Linked DNA regions of Arachis hypogaea: region 2 is linked to region 1. The links are chromatin contacts, called in public Hi-C maps. All regions are on one chromosome and are shown on one strand. Each heading gives the region's core, a stretch centred on a gene start, on an enhancer-like site or on the middle of the called end of the contact. The rest is flanking DNA. Distances are from core to core; before and after follow the strand shown. Region 1 holds the start of LOC112750106 (germin-like protein subfamily 1 member 1). Region 2 holds the start of LOC112748223.

Region 1 (7,925 bases), core at 2,719-5,218:
TAAAAGGTTTTTCCAAAAACAAAAAGATCAAAAGGGTTTTTTATAAAAAACCTAACAGGGAAAAATTGCGGAAAGCATGTACACGGCAATTAAACTTAAAGCCCCTTATCCAAAAAGGGGAACAGGAATTAAAGCATTTTTTGTTAATGGCCATAAAAGGCCAATAAAAGTCAGGAGCAATCACCACAGAAATAATAACTTGTTCAAAGGGGCCCACAAGCCAGGCCCCAAATAGCTCAAATTAAGTAAAAGAAGGAAAATGAAGGGTCATCAGAAGGAAGAGAGGTCGGATCAGCAGCAGGGGAGGACGGAGCAGTCTCTTCAGCGGCAGGAGTCGGAACACCTGAAGACGTCGGCTGAGATCCCTCTCGTTGATCCTCACGAGGAGGAGATTCTTCATGTCATTGCATACGGGTCTTCAGCTCAGAATCCGTCTCAGGTCGGGGAGGAGAAACGATAGCCCCATTCACAACAATCTTATCAAGATCAAGAAGAGAAAGGTCCAGGCCAGGAGCAATAACTCCGACCTGTTCCTTAAAGATCCTCCAGGCCTCCTCCGAGCTCTCCGCTACGTAGTCCTCCAAATCCTGATAAGTCTCCTGACCTTTCTCCAACTCCCGCTGAAGGTCAATGTTGTCAGTAAAGATCCTGATGTAATTCTGCTCTGCCTTTTTCTTCAGGCCCTCCGCCATGGCACACTGGGCCATCAACTTCTTCTCCCTCTCCTGAAGTTGGGACCTATCCTCCTTCAAGCTAGCAACTTCCTCCAAAAGCCTCTTCTCTTCCTCTTGATAAAGAAAAATCCTCCCCACCAGCTTTTCAACTTTTTTGGTAGAACCTAAAGAGCTAAGGGGAGTATTCTCAAAAATATCAAGAAGTTTTGTGCATACCCCAGTAGCCCGAACACTCCCCTGAACCAGGATATTAAGATGGTTTCGAATGAAAGCATCATCCATATTAATATGAGTATAGGAAAAGATGTGATTCCGAACGAATTGGGGACCATCAAAATCCCTGGAAGAAGCACCTGACCCTGAAGTCTTGCAATTTTTCCTCTCAGGTTCAGGGGAAGCTCGGGCAGGAAGGGTAAAAGAAGGAAGAGAAGAGGCAGAAGTAGAAGTTACCATAATTGGGCGAGAAGAGGTCTCCAAATCATGAGGGGGAGGAGGAGGAGGAGGGGAAAGAGTGCCGGCAGCCCTCGCGGCATCAACCCGTGCCCGCAACCTTCTTTTAGCATCCTGAACCTTCTGGTAAGAAGCACTGGAACCTTTCTTCACTATCTCTGAAAAGAAGAAAACAAAAGAGTTAGACTACCACAAGTCAGAAACAACTAATCGGAAGACTACAAGTCGGGAACTATCGAAAGCAACAATAAAGCTACCTAATTGGGTCCGTACAAAATTCGGAGACCCCTGAAGAAACCTTTTTGTATCCAAATAAGGGGCTCTTCCCCAAACTTCTCGGAAGAACCCCACAACAGCTTCCTCAACCTCATCCAAGTCATCCAGGCCGTATTTCTCCACAGGAGAGGTCTCCAACCAGTATAGAGAAAAGCGGGGAGAATAATTTTCATCAAGAAAGAAGGGATGGTGACCCTTCACTGTTAGGACTTTAAAAAAGAAGTTCTTAAAATCGTAAAAAGACTCATCAAAGATGGAAAAAACTTTCCGACCTTGAATGGCCCAGAAAGAGATCCAATGTTGCTTATTATTTTGTCCATTGAAGGGTTTGGTCATATGGAAGAGATAGAAAAAGATCCTCAAAGACGTCGGAAAATCCAGCTCTCGATTAACAAGCTGGTAAATTTTCATAAAACCCCAAGAATTGGGGTGAAGTTGGGTAGGAACAACTCGGCAGTGGTTCAAAACCTCTACCTCAAAGTCAGAAAAAGGCAAAAAAAACCCCAGGCGAGTAAAAAGACTCTCGTACAAAAAAAAAAAAGAAATGAGGATCAGCGTCAGCAGCCTTCCCAAAACAAACCTGATCCTCAGGACCCGGAGTAATCAACTCGTACTTGGGTTCATCCTCATCAAGAACACAAATCCTATGATGGGTGCGGAGGTCGGTGATGTAGTCTGTATCTACTAAGGGTTCCTCCCCAAGAACGGTAATCTACCTATTCAGAAACTTGAGAAGACATCTTTTTCGGTAAAAAAATAGATGAAAAGGCGACGAGACCTACAAAGAAAAATGGGAAAGGGTCATACTTAGGACCTCTAAAAAGACTAAACAACTTCTCTCAAGTGCAAGTAAACAATGACGACTAAACCAACGTATTCACTAAACAGCATACAGAAATCCCTTCTAAACACGCAGAAGGTATCAAGCGTAAATGATAAAAGGAGAAAGATAGAGAACTAACCTTTGTTGATGAACGCGAAGAGGAACAGAGGCAACAACAGTCACAGCAAGGAGGAAGGCTAGAAAAGCTTTCTCTTTGAGAAAATAAGGGTTCGAAGTAAGAAATTTCAGACAACGAAAGAGACAGAAGAAATAGAGGGAAAAGTATTTATAAATACACCAGGGGCAGAACAGTAAAACGAGGCTATCATTTAAGATACGCGCCGTTACCAATGTAGCTGCTCCCCATGTGTAAATACGAAACCCTTAACGGACGCGACGTTTAATTAGACGCGACTGTTAGAAATTTTTAAATCACGTCGGTTTTTAAAATCACGTCGGTTTCTGCATCACGTCGGCTACAAGTCCGTGTTCAAATACTCGAATCCAACTCGTAAAAGAGATCGAACTCGAGTAGGGGCACTGTTCATACTCTGACCCAACACTAAGGCCCAGGCCCAAATCAGCCGAAAAGGCCCAATCCAAAGATTGGCCTTCGCTACTCACCGACCTCCTCGGAAGAGGTTGGATTCAACACACACTCCACTCTAAGGAAGTCGGGGTCGAAGGTTAGCTGGCAGATAACCCTTATTCAAATAAGCAACTGCCCCTAAAATCTCTCAACCCACTTCTAGGAGCCATATCTCAACTTTCCTAAGATAAAGGGAGAGTTATCCACCTTAAAAGGTGGAACTACTCCAACGGTGGTTATTGGTTCACCAATATAAATACACTGACACCCCTCAGGTATCTCTAAGTTTCAATACTCTCTAAACCTGCTAAAACCCTTTGCTAACTTAGGCATCGGAGTGTCTTTGCAGGTACCACCCCCCATTCTTCCACATACACAAGTCGGACGGTAGCTCCCAGACGTGAATCCAATCGGAGGTCCTCTCCTCCAAACGTTTGGGCCAATCTTATCAGTCCAATCCATTAATCTCCGATTACCCACTGTAACAGGATATAATTTGATAAGATTAAACTGACGTTGTATTATTCATAGTTGTTAAAATCGAACCAAACCGATCAGTTTAACCAAAAAATTAATGACCGAATTTTAAATTGGTTCGATCCAGCATTCTAATCGTTTAAAGAAGAAAATAGATTATACCGGACAAAACTAATGTGAATTGGTCAGAATCACAAGTTAACAATTAACAAAAAAAATTCCTCATTAAATTTGAACTTGAATCTTTTTATATGTGCAATACTTAGCTGCTACTAGGCCAAGTTATTTTTTGTTACATTTGTCTTTATTTATATATATATAAATTATATTTTTAAATTTATATATATTAATTATAATTTAAACGGTTTAACTTGTAATCTATCAACTAAATTAATAAATCGATAGCATGATCGGTCACGGACAACTATGGTATTGATTCCTACCCACATCAAACGACAACGTTGAACTACTTGGGTTTGCCCAAGCCCAATTTAATAATGGGGTTTTAAAATGGGCTTGATTTGAGAAATTGTAAAATGCCGAAGCATGAAAAAAAAATAAAAAAGAGAAGTCCCTTTCATTTGAATTTGGAAAGTAAACATCACCCTCTATGTGTGGCTTATTCTAACTTGATCACATTTTCCTTAAGCTTTTGCCTTGCATCGCTCTCTTCCTATGCTCTTAAGCTACTCAATATTCATATCAAAGTTAAATTAATATCACTATCCACCACCAGCTATATATATATAACTTGTGCTTGTTCCACTAAAATCCGTACCATTACACACTAACAAAACACAAAGCAAACATTTACACCTATTGTTTAGGGTTTGACTTGTTTAATTCCCTCGTATGATGATATCTAAAATGAGAACCAATTTTCACTCACTTCCTCTTCTATTGTTTGCCCTTTACCTTCTATGGGGGAAATGTAGATCAGATCCTGATCCACTTCAAGATTATTGTGTTGCCAATAACAAGAACAATTTTTTCATCAATGGGGTTCCTTGTATTAACCCTAAAGAAGTTTCGGCATCCGATTTTGCCACGTCAGCATTATCCAAACCAGGTAACACAAGCAACACATTTGGGTTTGCAGTTACCCCCACCAACACAGTAAACCTTCCCGGGCTCAACACATTGGGCCTTGTGTTGGTCCGGGTCGACATCGAGGCCGACGGGGTAATTCCACCTCACTCGCACCCGCGGGCCTCGGAAGTCACAACTTGCCTAAAGGGCCAGCTTCTAGTGGGATTTATAGACACATCTAGCCGTGTGTTCACTCAAAACCTAAGGCCCGGTGAGTCATTTGTGTTCCCAAAGGGCCTGATTCATTTCCTTTACAATAGAGATTCTAAGGAACCGGTTCTTGCTTTGTCTGGTCTCAATAGCCAGAACCCTGGTGCACAAGTTGCATCCGTTGCAACATTTGCTAGCAAGCCTCCAATTCTTAATGCAATTCTTGCCAAGGCATTTCAGATTAGTGCACAAGAAGTAGAAATAATACGTCAGAAACTTGAAGGGTGATTCATTGTGAGTGTTCATGATGTTTGCTGCAGGAGAATTCAATCATGCTTACCAATATTATTTCCTATTTTGTTATTGCTAAATCTCAACGTGTTAAATAAATTTTTTGTTCCAGTAAAACCGGTAATTTGTGGTTTTAGTCTCTTTGTAATTTTTTTTTTATTTTGATCCTAATATTTTTAAAGGTGAGTAACCAGTTTTACAGCCTTTTTCTCACTTTTGAAAATATTTGGAACGAAGAAATAAGAAAATCTAATAGAGACAAAACTATTAATCATCAATATTATTACATGGATAAAATTTTATTTGAAATAAGATTAAATCAACGTTTGCAACCATACGGTAGATGGGATCCTAGGGAGAAGGTGGGATGATGATGTTAGATTTGCATATTTAAAACGAAGAGGAAAAGAGACATACAAACTGTCATGTTACATTACTCAAAGTAAAATCAGGTGGTTGATCAGAGTCTTGTGTTTAATATTATTATTGAGTGGAGTGAATTAGTGTGTTTGTCCATTTCTTCCCAGTCTTTTTATTGGGTTGTTGCCATTTTTAATTTGGTATCCAAATATGCTACAATTGTGTTTGCTATTTATTTTTAGCATACTTGCCTTCAAAAAATTATTTTTATGCTACTTTTATGATAATAGCCAATAGGTAATTAAGTTAAATAATAATAATAATAATAATAATAATAATGTATATGCATGAGGGCTTTAGCCGTTACAAATTAAAAAAAATAATATATGTGCATGCAAATTAATCTTGTTTAATAGAAAACTTAATCAGCAGGAACTTTCGTGTTAGGATGATACAAAATTGAATAATAATTTGTATGATAGTATCTTTTGTCTTGTGGTAAATTTAACCCTCTCTATATTATGTGGACATAGTGGTTCAAAAAATAAAATAAGATAGGAAATAATGCAATGGCAGCATGTTTGGTACTGGGAATCTCAAATAGTATTTATTCTATAAATTCTAATTCCATAAGCAAGAATGCGAAAATTCAATTGAAAACTGACATGAAAACGGTAGCATTTCATGTGGTCAACTTTGGTAAGCCAGAACAAGAAGCCATGACTTCTCATTGGAACAGCTGGCAGCGGCACACGAATATATATATATATATATATATAGGAAGAAGTGAAAAAAAGGAAAATTTTTAAAATTAAGAATCAGAATTGCATAATCCATATGCTAAGCTAAAGCATTAATTAGAAAAAACTATTACTATTATTGTTCCAAACTTGCCATCCTTATACGAATTGCATAAAGATAAATATTAAATAGAATTTTCTTGATGAGCATGCTTCAAGAGAGGACGCGTGTTGGAGAAAATTGCTTTAAGTCAAGATATGAAATTCGCAATGATTTAACATTTTTTGCTAAGTATACCTTTCTGTTAACACGAGACTTATGCATATATCAGACATGTTTCGTTATTAGGTGTGACAAATGAAAATTAAACAGCACGGAGGTGTTTTCAGAGTTTCCTAGAGGCAGAGGGAACTATTGTGATTTGTGATTGAGAGCACCAATAAACATTTTATGACTGATAGGTAGAGATGGCTACATTACATATTTTTCTTTTCTTTTTTCACTTTATTGTTTTGCCTTGGCTTTAAATCATAGTGAATCCGTGATCACTTCAATCATTAACCTGATAACTAGCAATGTGTCATCACTCATCACAGTTCACAAATCACAATCACCTTTTTTTTTTGTCATTTCCCCCCTTTTTTTTTCTTCTTCCTCTATAAACCCAGGCACAAACATGCATAAGAGGAAATCATTTTGATAATATAAATAAATCACATTCTGGGTCCCATTCGGATAATTTATATAGTTAATTAATTAAATTATGAGTTAAAATTAATTATAACGTCTAGTATTACTTTATCAGATTAACACAAATTCTGATTTTCATGGTTATATTTATTGAGTTAAGCATAGATAGATAGATAGATAGATAGATAGATAGATAAGAGAAAAAGTCCACTTTTGGGTGATCAAATAATATAATATCATATCATGTATAAACCAAAACAGGGAGCTTTCATAATTAAATTCATAATGGTTGTAGGTGGAAAAAGCAAACAAAAACATGAAAGAAATTGGAATCCAAAATCCAAATAAAAACAATGAAGAACAACTGTCTATTATTCTGCAATTTGATTTTAGGCACATAGAATTCAATTCAATAATGGTCCCTTAGACAAAAGAAACTGATCCCACCCACCAAAATTTGTTCCAAGAAGGAACCCCCTCCCATCACAAACTGAAAAAGAATCGAACCTGTTTTCATTATGTAACAAAAAAATAACCACAAGAATTAAAAATACAACAAAATTGAAAAACAAAAAAAAAATTCTACAGAAAGAATTAACAGTAATAATCTTTTCTTCTCTTCTTTTCACTTGTGTTCTCCCCAAAGTCCCAAACCCCATCATCATCACCATCAACATCAACATCAACATCCATGTTTTCATCTTCTAAACCAATCTGTACAATAGTAATTTCTTTCTACCCAAAGAATAGAATAATCTCTGAACAAGAAACAAAATGCATCAAAGAAAAAGAATGATATCATAACAAATCATGAGAATAACCAACCAATATAGAAGAAGAGAAGCTCCAAGGCTGTTCTCTTGTTATTCCACCTCTGCCACCGCCATTAACAAGTTGCGGCTTGAACAGATCGTACGGCTCCCAAAGACGATCCAACGGACACGGTTTCTTCTCATCAAGCCTCACCCATGGCTTCCCTTTCCCACTCCAATGCAACAAACTCACCGGACCAGGATGCAGAGACCTACAAACTCCATTGACATTGTCACCACCAAGCCCGTGCTGGTTCCAACGATGATCAATGGCTTCAACATTCCCCGCAAATACAAGTAGAAACGGCGGCAACGATCCAAGCTCGTAAATCCTCTTTTTCCTCTGCAACTCCATCCAGTTCTCGATCCTCTTCCTGTAGTTCCCTTCCCTCCACCGCACCAAATCCATCACCATAACTCCGGTGTTGAAATAGCACGGTTTTCTGTGACCGAACACTCGAGATAGCAACGGATCCAACCAGAACTCGTCGGTGAAGTACTTG
Region 2 (7,925 bases), core at 3,531-6,030, 200 kb after region 1:
AGGTTTTATCCCGCTTACATGATTATGAAATATTTTTATGATTAATACGATGGTTTTGGGTGATGAGGATTACGATGAATTTGATTATGATGGTTTTGATTGATGATGATTATTGATTGGCAAGGACGTAGATTTGTCCTGCTTGCATTATTGATATTATGGGGATGGTGGTTCGTTCCGCCCACAATGAGGATAGTAGCTTTGTCCCGCTCACGGATAAACAAGTTGTGGTTGAGGATTCCCTCTCTTGTTTTATGATAGACAAGTGGGGTTGAGGATCCCCTCACTTATTACATCAGGAGATTGGATAAAAGGTTGAAGATTCTCTTCGATTCAATTTTTGATTGTGGTGTGAATGAGTTAGGTTAAGGATTTTCTATTGTTGCACTACAATCTCTCTCTGATTGTGAAGTGTAGTGGACACTATATCCCAGATAGTGTGGCCTCCAGTGAAAAGGTGACAGGGCACTCTCCCTCTGAGACTAGCTTATGATAAGCTTGGGATGTTCCTCCTAGGGATGTATGACAGAGAGATGATCTCCGGGTTAGCTACCGGATGTGTCGGGTCTCGTAGTATAAACGACACATGAGCTCACGACCAGTAGAACAGGCATGCATCATATGCATTTGTTTGATTTATTTGGGTGTGTATTTTATTGTTGTGTTGTGTTTATGTGATTTCTCTAACTATATGCTATTTGTTATGTGCTTTACATGTGTTTGCTTTTGTGTATGTGAATTGTTTGATTTGATTGTATTTGTTGGTGTACGGAGGTGATGGAGGTTGAAGCGGATTGATTTCAGATTGCCCTTAGACTCTGGTTTATGTGTTGGATGGATAAGAATAAATAATGGTAGTTTGTTAGGTAAAAGTCCTTAGGCATAACTTTGATTCCTAAAGAAAAGACCTAAAGATTTACTTTTATTTTTTCCAAAGCATATATAACTAAGAGACTTTTGGATATATAATGTTATACAACTAAGTGAAAATGATTTCAAAACAAATAAATAAAGAACGCAAGCTTTCATAAAGATAAACTTTTCTGAGATGTGTGTTGATCAGATGCATTTATTTTTATTAAATTTGTGGCATTCCCTTTTCCTACGGAGGACCTTCGGGTTAGGTTCTTACCCCCTACAATCTTATATTTTTTAGAAAATAGACGAGAAAGCCTTTGAAAAGTTTAATGAGCATTGGACGTGTAATAGTTTATTTTGAGGATTAATTTGTATCTAGTTATTATTTTTACTCACCTTTATTATTGGTTATGCTTTTATAAAGAGGGATAGGAATTTGTAATCATGATATATGTTTGTATATTATTTGTATAGACTATGGTTGTAAATAAAGAATGCTATTAATGATGTAAATGTATATATATGTGATTTGTTTTTAGAAGGAAATAAAATGTACAAAAAAAATTATACAGGCTTTAAAAGAAAAGTTTCTAAGGATTTCATGTAAAAGCTCCTACTAGCTATATATAGAAGTAGTCATAATATTCTCACTATCAGAGTGGCACAGTTGGAAGCGTGACATTCTAGTGGTGAAGGTATTACACTATCGATTAAGTTCTAGTGTTGTTTTTTAAATTTTAGTAAGAGCATTGGATTGTATTAGACATATGAACATATTGTAAAAACAATTATATGAATAAAATTAGATTGGCTGGTTTGTTGAACATTGAATTGTTGAACATTTTACTTTTATATAAAATGTTGTCATGGGTTTAATGAATGATATATTGGCTTCTGCCAAAGAATTTGAACTACATCGCTAATTAAGTCTTGTTACTAATAAATAAAATCAATGGAGCAGGACTTGAGAAATAAAACGCATCATCATCATCATAAATTCTTATCGCCAACACTTCATAAATTTTTATTACACCAACATTGCTAAATACATAATCATCAGTGGAGTAGGACTTGAGAAATAAAATCTTATTGCTAACAAATTCTTATCATACTTAGTTTTCCCCTTATATCTTCTATCCTAACCTCGACAAGAATTTAAAAGAGAAATTACATAAAGTAGTGAAATAAAATTTGTTTTTGACACTAATTGCTTAAAATATGAAAGTTTTAGTTCCTAAGATTAATCAAGAAATGGGTTGCATTAACAGTATCATAGAGTATTAGGCCAATTCTACCACCAAACCAACTCCCCATTTGGCTTCCCATTAGAAAACCAAGTCTGCCAAGCCTTTGTTCCCCAAAGAAGCCACCAACATATGAACCAAACAAAGAGCCACCTTCCCTAATTGCACCCTGATAGAGAGAGAATCACGATGGTTCGGAGATTTAGCAAAACAATTTCTACGTTGATAGCATAGTCCAAACCAACAAATAATCCTCTCAATCAAAGTTTAATTTTCAAATCAATGATTAACCAAGATTGAGAGTAATTCAACCTCGGGTCGTCTTCCCTTGGGATGCAATTGAAAGTGTTACGCTCTTGGTTGTGAGGACAAAAGGGATTTTTGGAATCAAAGAATAAAAAGATTAAAAGAACTAAGCAATAAAAGAACTAAGAAATGATCAAAATTGAAATCAATGCAATTAAGAAGGAAACAAGATCAAAACTAGTGAAAATGCTAAGATATGCATAAAAGAGCCTTGACTTGGGAATGAGGATCCAAGGAATCCTATCATCGCCATAACCACAACTATGGCAACTATGATGAGTCAATCTCGCTTAGTTAACCCCTAACATCGAGGAATAAGTCAAGCAAGCATAATTGACCTTAATCCATAAGTCCTAACTAACTTACCAAACTAGTTGATAAAAAGCTAGCGTCAATGGAAACAAGAGTCAACTAACTACCCAAGAATTACCACTAAATGTTGGACATTATGACTCTAGTATCCTAGGAACTCAAATCCCAAGCCAAGGTGTGAAAATCTACTCAAAACTCATAATTAGCATTTTCACAAACACCTTGAGGGCATAAAACCAAAACATGGAAAATTGCAAGGACAAGTAAGAGCTATAACCAAAATATTCACAATATCAACAATTAACATTCAATCAAACATAAAGGAAGCATAAAACATTAAATTCATCTATCAAAATTCCAAAAAACCAAAATTGCATATATAAACAAAGTATCTTGAACCATAAGAAAATAAAAGCAAAAGTGGTGGAATTAAAGAGAAGATTAAGGGTACTTACAATAAAGATTAACAAAATCCAAAATCAAAGCTTTCTATAAAATGCTACAATGGAGATGGAAATGAAACCCTAAGAGAGAAATTCTATACTACTCCTACTCCTACTCCTATGGAAGCTTCCTAATACTAATGAAAACTAAAACTAAACCTAATAAAACCTAATGCTTGCATATGTCTTCAATCCCCCTTGATATAGCACTTCTCATTCAGCATTGAGCCGTCAAAAACTGGGCCAAAGGCCCCCAAAATCGCGGATCACGTGTTTCATTAATGAAACCACGTGCAGGGACCTGTGCGTACGCACACTTTACTGCTTGTTCACCTATGCGCACGCACACTTGTTTATGTGTGCTTTTCCTTATTTTCTTCATGTGTTCTCCCTTGTACATGCTTTCTTCCACTTTTGCCTAGCCAAACTTGCCTAAATGACCTGAAATCACTCACAAAACATATCACGGCATCGAATGGCATGAAAGTGGAATTAAAATAACAAATTCAGGCACAAAAATGTATGTTTTCACATTTATGTCCAAATTAGGGAGAAATCACAAAAGTATGCTATTTTAGTGCCTAAGTGTGAGTTTATGTGATGAAATCCATCCAAATCAAACTAAAATATATCGGAAAATATGGACTCATCACGCCCTCTGCATCACTCCCACCATAATACACTACCTCATAGAAGTCCCATCCAACAGATATCATGGGACCTATTACGCACTGAGCCTTCTGCAAAGCCAACTTCGCTGCCTTTGCGCCTTCTTTTTCAGCATGCTTCTCTGCTAATGACTGTGCCATGCCCTGTGACTTTGTATCGGTTAGTGCAAATTTTATTTGCTTCGTCTTTGCTTTCTCAATATGTGCAGCTCTTAAGCTGTGAAAATACAGCTTCGTACTTTCCTTCACACTGCATGCTAGACTTTCATATCCCATGTCAAAGCAATTCCACATTGTAAAATTTTCACTCTTGGATGTTGCATTATTAGGAACAAGCTTCCCGCATTTCTCATCTTGAAAATATAATGAAATTAAAAACTATTATTTGAGATTGTTATAAATTAGAATGTTTCCATGTTGGAAAAACACTCCACGTCATCAATAATTTTTATACCTCATTTTAATAATTATTAAAATATGCATCTCTCTTAAGAAAAACTTAGAAAGAAATGAAAACAACCACATGCTAATTCATTGAGCCCTAAACATGTTATTCAGAATGTAAATCAAGCTTAGGAACAATCATAAAAACATAGAACAAATAATGTAAACATAGAAACCATACAAAACAATACAAAAACAAGTACAAGGCACGAGAAGAGAAGACCACCCATAAATCACGAAAATGCCTAAACCCATAAACGAGAAGAAAACTTCAAACACACAAGAGAAGAGAAGACAAGAGAGAGCATCAAAGAGGAGAAGAAGATACAGATGTGAATATGCAACTTACCTGTCCAATCTCTAGCTACCAAATATAATACTAAGTCCCAGTCTCCCAGTCTTGGTCTCAGTACCTCAAAACAAATGCTACCTAAGCGACTGGAGGCATGTATTAAAAGTCTATTAGGTCGTGTGTTTGTTGATAAGGTGTTTCCAATAGGAACCATTGACAATGCATTGAAGGCTATCTGGGGGAGGCTAGATGGATTTAGATCAATGAAGTTAGGATCAAACTAATTCCAACTCTTCTTTGAGAACGAGTTAGATGTCCTTAGAATTGAAAATGGATCTCCATGGCTCTATAAGGATTATGTTTTACATGTTCAAAAGTGGACATATGCTAACTCTCAAGACTACGAGGGAATTAGTTTTTTCCCATTTCTGGGGGATTCCAGAAAAATTCAAGACTGCTGAAGTTGGTTGTAAATTGAGTGAGAAAATTGGTGAGATTATTGATAATATCTTTTTCTCCATCAGAGAAAAAGAATCCAGAATCCTTAAATCTAGAGTTTTGATTAATAGTGAGAAAAATGTGAAAGACTCGATTCGGATGGCTGCTCTAGGAGGTAAGGTGCTGGAAATTTGATTGGGATATGAGCGTATTAAGATCTTCTGCACCTATTGTGCTCACCTTGGACATCATTCAAAGAATTATCAAATCTTCATGTCAAACTCTGCTTCAGGTGATATTAAAGTGGAAAGCATTGGCGACTGGGTCAAGACTGATTAGATAGGGAAAAGAATTGACAATGACGGTAGTGATAATGCCAGCAATTTTAGCAACCAATAATCTAAGCCTTCACAACCAAGGAAAAAACCTGCCTCTTCTTAGTTGTTTGAAAGCTTCTCTAAGCTGAATTTGAAGGATGAAAGGAACGAAGCCCCAACAAGGAGTGTAGAGTCCCCCAGCCGAATTTCAAAGTTAGCTTGGTAGTCAATGAAAAAATCTTGTTCTCCTATTATGTTAGAAGATATCATAGGCTTTATGAATAAAATCCAAGAAGATAATCAAATGACAGCAAAAAGTTAGCAGCAAAAAACTACATCTAAAACAGATGGCAAGATAGAGTCATAATTCGCTTAACCAATTAGGTGGGACAAAGCGAAGAGTCTCTAATAAAGAAAATGAGCTTGTGTACAAGATGCAAGTTGAACAAGAGCTAATTGCTGAAAAGAGGGTGGAGGATGCTAGCCGGTAAATGGCACCCAAAGACCCATTAAAGCATAGTTGTCAGAACCGAACCGGTGATCGAACCGGTTAGGTCACTGGGTCACTGGGTCACTGGTTCAACCGTTGGGTTACTGGTTGAACCGGTTGACCCGGTCTTATGTAAATAAAAAATAAAAAATAGTCAAAAGTTTAAAATTAAAATTTAAAATACATATTTTTACTAACATTTTAAAATATCAAATTATTTTAAAACAATATGGAATATGAACAATAAATATTTTATTATTTTTACTCTATCATAAATATTTTTATTTTGTTTTTATATTAAAATAACTATTATTTTTAAATTTTAATAATTTATTAATTAGTTTATATCTTTTATACTATTATATACTACAAGTATTTATTAAAAAATAATATTAATAGATATTAAATAATTATAAAAAAATAAGTGAGTTTATAATTATTGTTAAATAAAAATATAATTAATTTAAGAATGAGTGAGTTTATAATTAAAATTAAAATAAATTAAATAAAAGTAAACTTTTTGATGGAAGATATTTATATCTATTATAATTTGCATTAATTTAAATAGAAAACATAGTGGTCTGGTGGTTGGCGAGCCTTTTGGTTTCCTTGAGGGTAGGGGTTTGAACCTTACCTCAAGCATTTTGGAAATATTTTCTCCTAAACGGTTCGGTCGGACCGCCTCACCGAGTTTGACCGGTTCGCATCGGTTCAAACTAAGTTTGACCGGTTTGTACCGGTTCAATTTCTTACACGGTTCAAATACCGGACCGGACCGGTATAAGGTTCGGTTCACTGGTTTTCCAGTCGAACCGGCCGGTCCAGTCCGATTTTTACAACTATGCATTAGAGTGTTATCATGGAATTGACAGATTTTAAAGAGACCCCTTCACAACGTTAAAGGGATTGTTGAATCTCACTCTTTCGAGTTGGTTTTTCTTTACGAAACAAAAAACCAATCTCAACACATGGAAATGAAATTCAAGGCTTGTGGCTACTCTAATTGGCAAATTGTTGATCCTTTAAGTAATGCGGGTGGACTTGCGTTGGCATGCAAGGATGGTTTTGTTGTTCAGATTATCAGTTATTCTGAGTTCTATATTGCTGCCTTGAAAAAAGATGTTCCTTTCAACATTGAATGGAACTTTGTAGGTATTCATTTAAACTGCAATGATAGTATTCAGCTATCCTGGTTCCAAGAAATCTCTTTGGTGCTCTCCCAACTCCAAAGTAAATCAGTTATTGTTGGTGATTTCAGTTTTATTGTTGATCAAGGTAAGAAATTTGGTGGTAATTCTAGTTCTCATTTTTCTATTGTTACCTTTAATTACTTTATTGGAGATAACACATTGATTGATTTGGGAATGGTAGGTAGACCATTACTTGGAATAGCAAGCGTAGGAAAGGTGAACTAATTCAGAAAAGACTTAACAAAGTGCTTATTGATGAACCTTGGTTCCAATTATACTCTCAACCTACGGTCTTTGGACTATCAGGTTCTGATCACACCCCCTCCTTTTGGACACTAACTACCAATCAAAAATATCAAAGAGGAGATTAAAGTTTCAATCCTACTGGTGTGATGAAGAACAAATTAGTAACTTCATCTGCAAGGCCCAAAACTCAGATATAGAAGGTTCAGTGATGTTTAGATTATTTCAGAATATTAAACTGGTTAGACACCGATTGGTTCTCTAACAAAAGAATAGCTCTACTAATTCTAAAAAAGAGATTGTAGAAGTTACTGCTCTCCTAGAATAAAAATAGGCGTCTGGCATCATATATAGGAGGCACTGGATTACTTGAGCTTGAACAGCAACTTGAAAAAGTATTTTTGTACGAAAAACTTTACTGGAAAGACAAATCTAGAACCAAACGGCTGAAAGAAGGAGACCAAAATACTAACTTCTTCCATTAAAAATTTAAATCTAGAACCAGAAGAAATAAGATATGGCATATGCAGAGAGATAAAGCAACAACTAATGCTAATATTGTTAGGGTGACTGTGGGCTACTTTAAGAGTCGTCTTCCAATTAGGTGGATCATGAGCCTTTTGTCACAGACTTTGAGCCTAAGGTTACAGCTAACATGAACCGTAGGCTTAGAAGATCTG

Evidence for each region. Hi-C and Micro-C count contacts between places; a contact is called where the count stands out from the background.
Region 2: a contact with region 1 is called in a Hi-C map of leaf, with 2.6 times the contacts expected there. The contact joins the promoter of LOC112748223 here to the promoter of LOC112750106 in region 1. A contact is called at or near these places in 2 of 8 Hi-C or Micro-C datasets (both in leaf).

The regions. Positions count from the first base shown.
Region 1 is chr15:30,565,264-30,573,188 of arahy.Tifrunner.gnm2.J5K5, forward strand. LOC112750106 (germin-like protein subfamily 1 member 1) reads left to right here and starts at 3,969. Exons shown (of 1, transcript XM_025798661.3): 1 at 3,969-5,420. The coding sequence starts at 4,142. The coding sequence ends at 4,816. It overlaps LOC112750107 (probable galacturonosyltransferase-like 8), which reads right to left. Exons shown (of 1, transcript XM_025798662.3): 1 at 6,956-7,925. The coding sequence ends at 7,409.
Region 2 is chr15:30,760,948-30,768,872 of arahy.Tifrunner.gnm2.J5K5, forward strand. It overlaps LOC112748223, which reads right to left and starts at 4,781. Exons shown (of 4, transcript XM_025796436.1): 1 at 4,625-4,781; 2 at 3,819-4,184; 3 at 3,318-3,332; 4 at 2,086-2,255. The coding sequence starts at 4,781. The coding sequence ends at 2,086.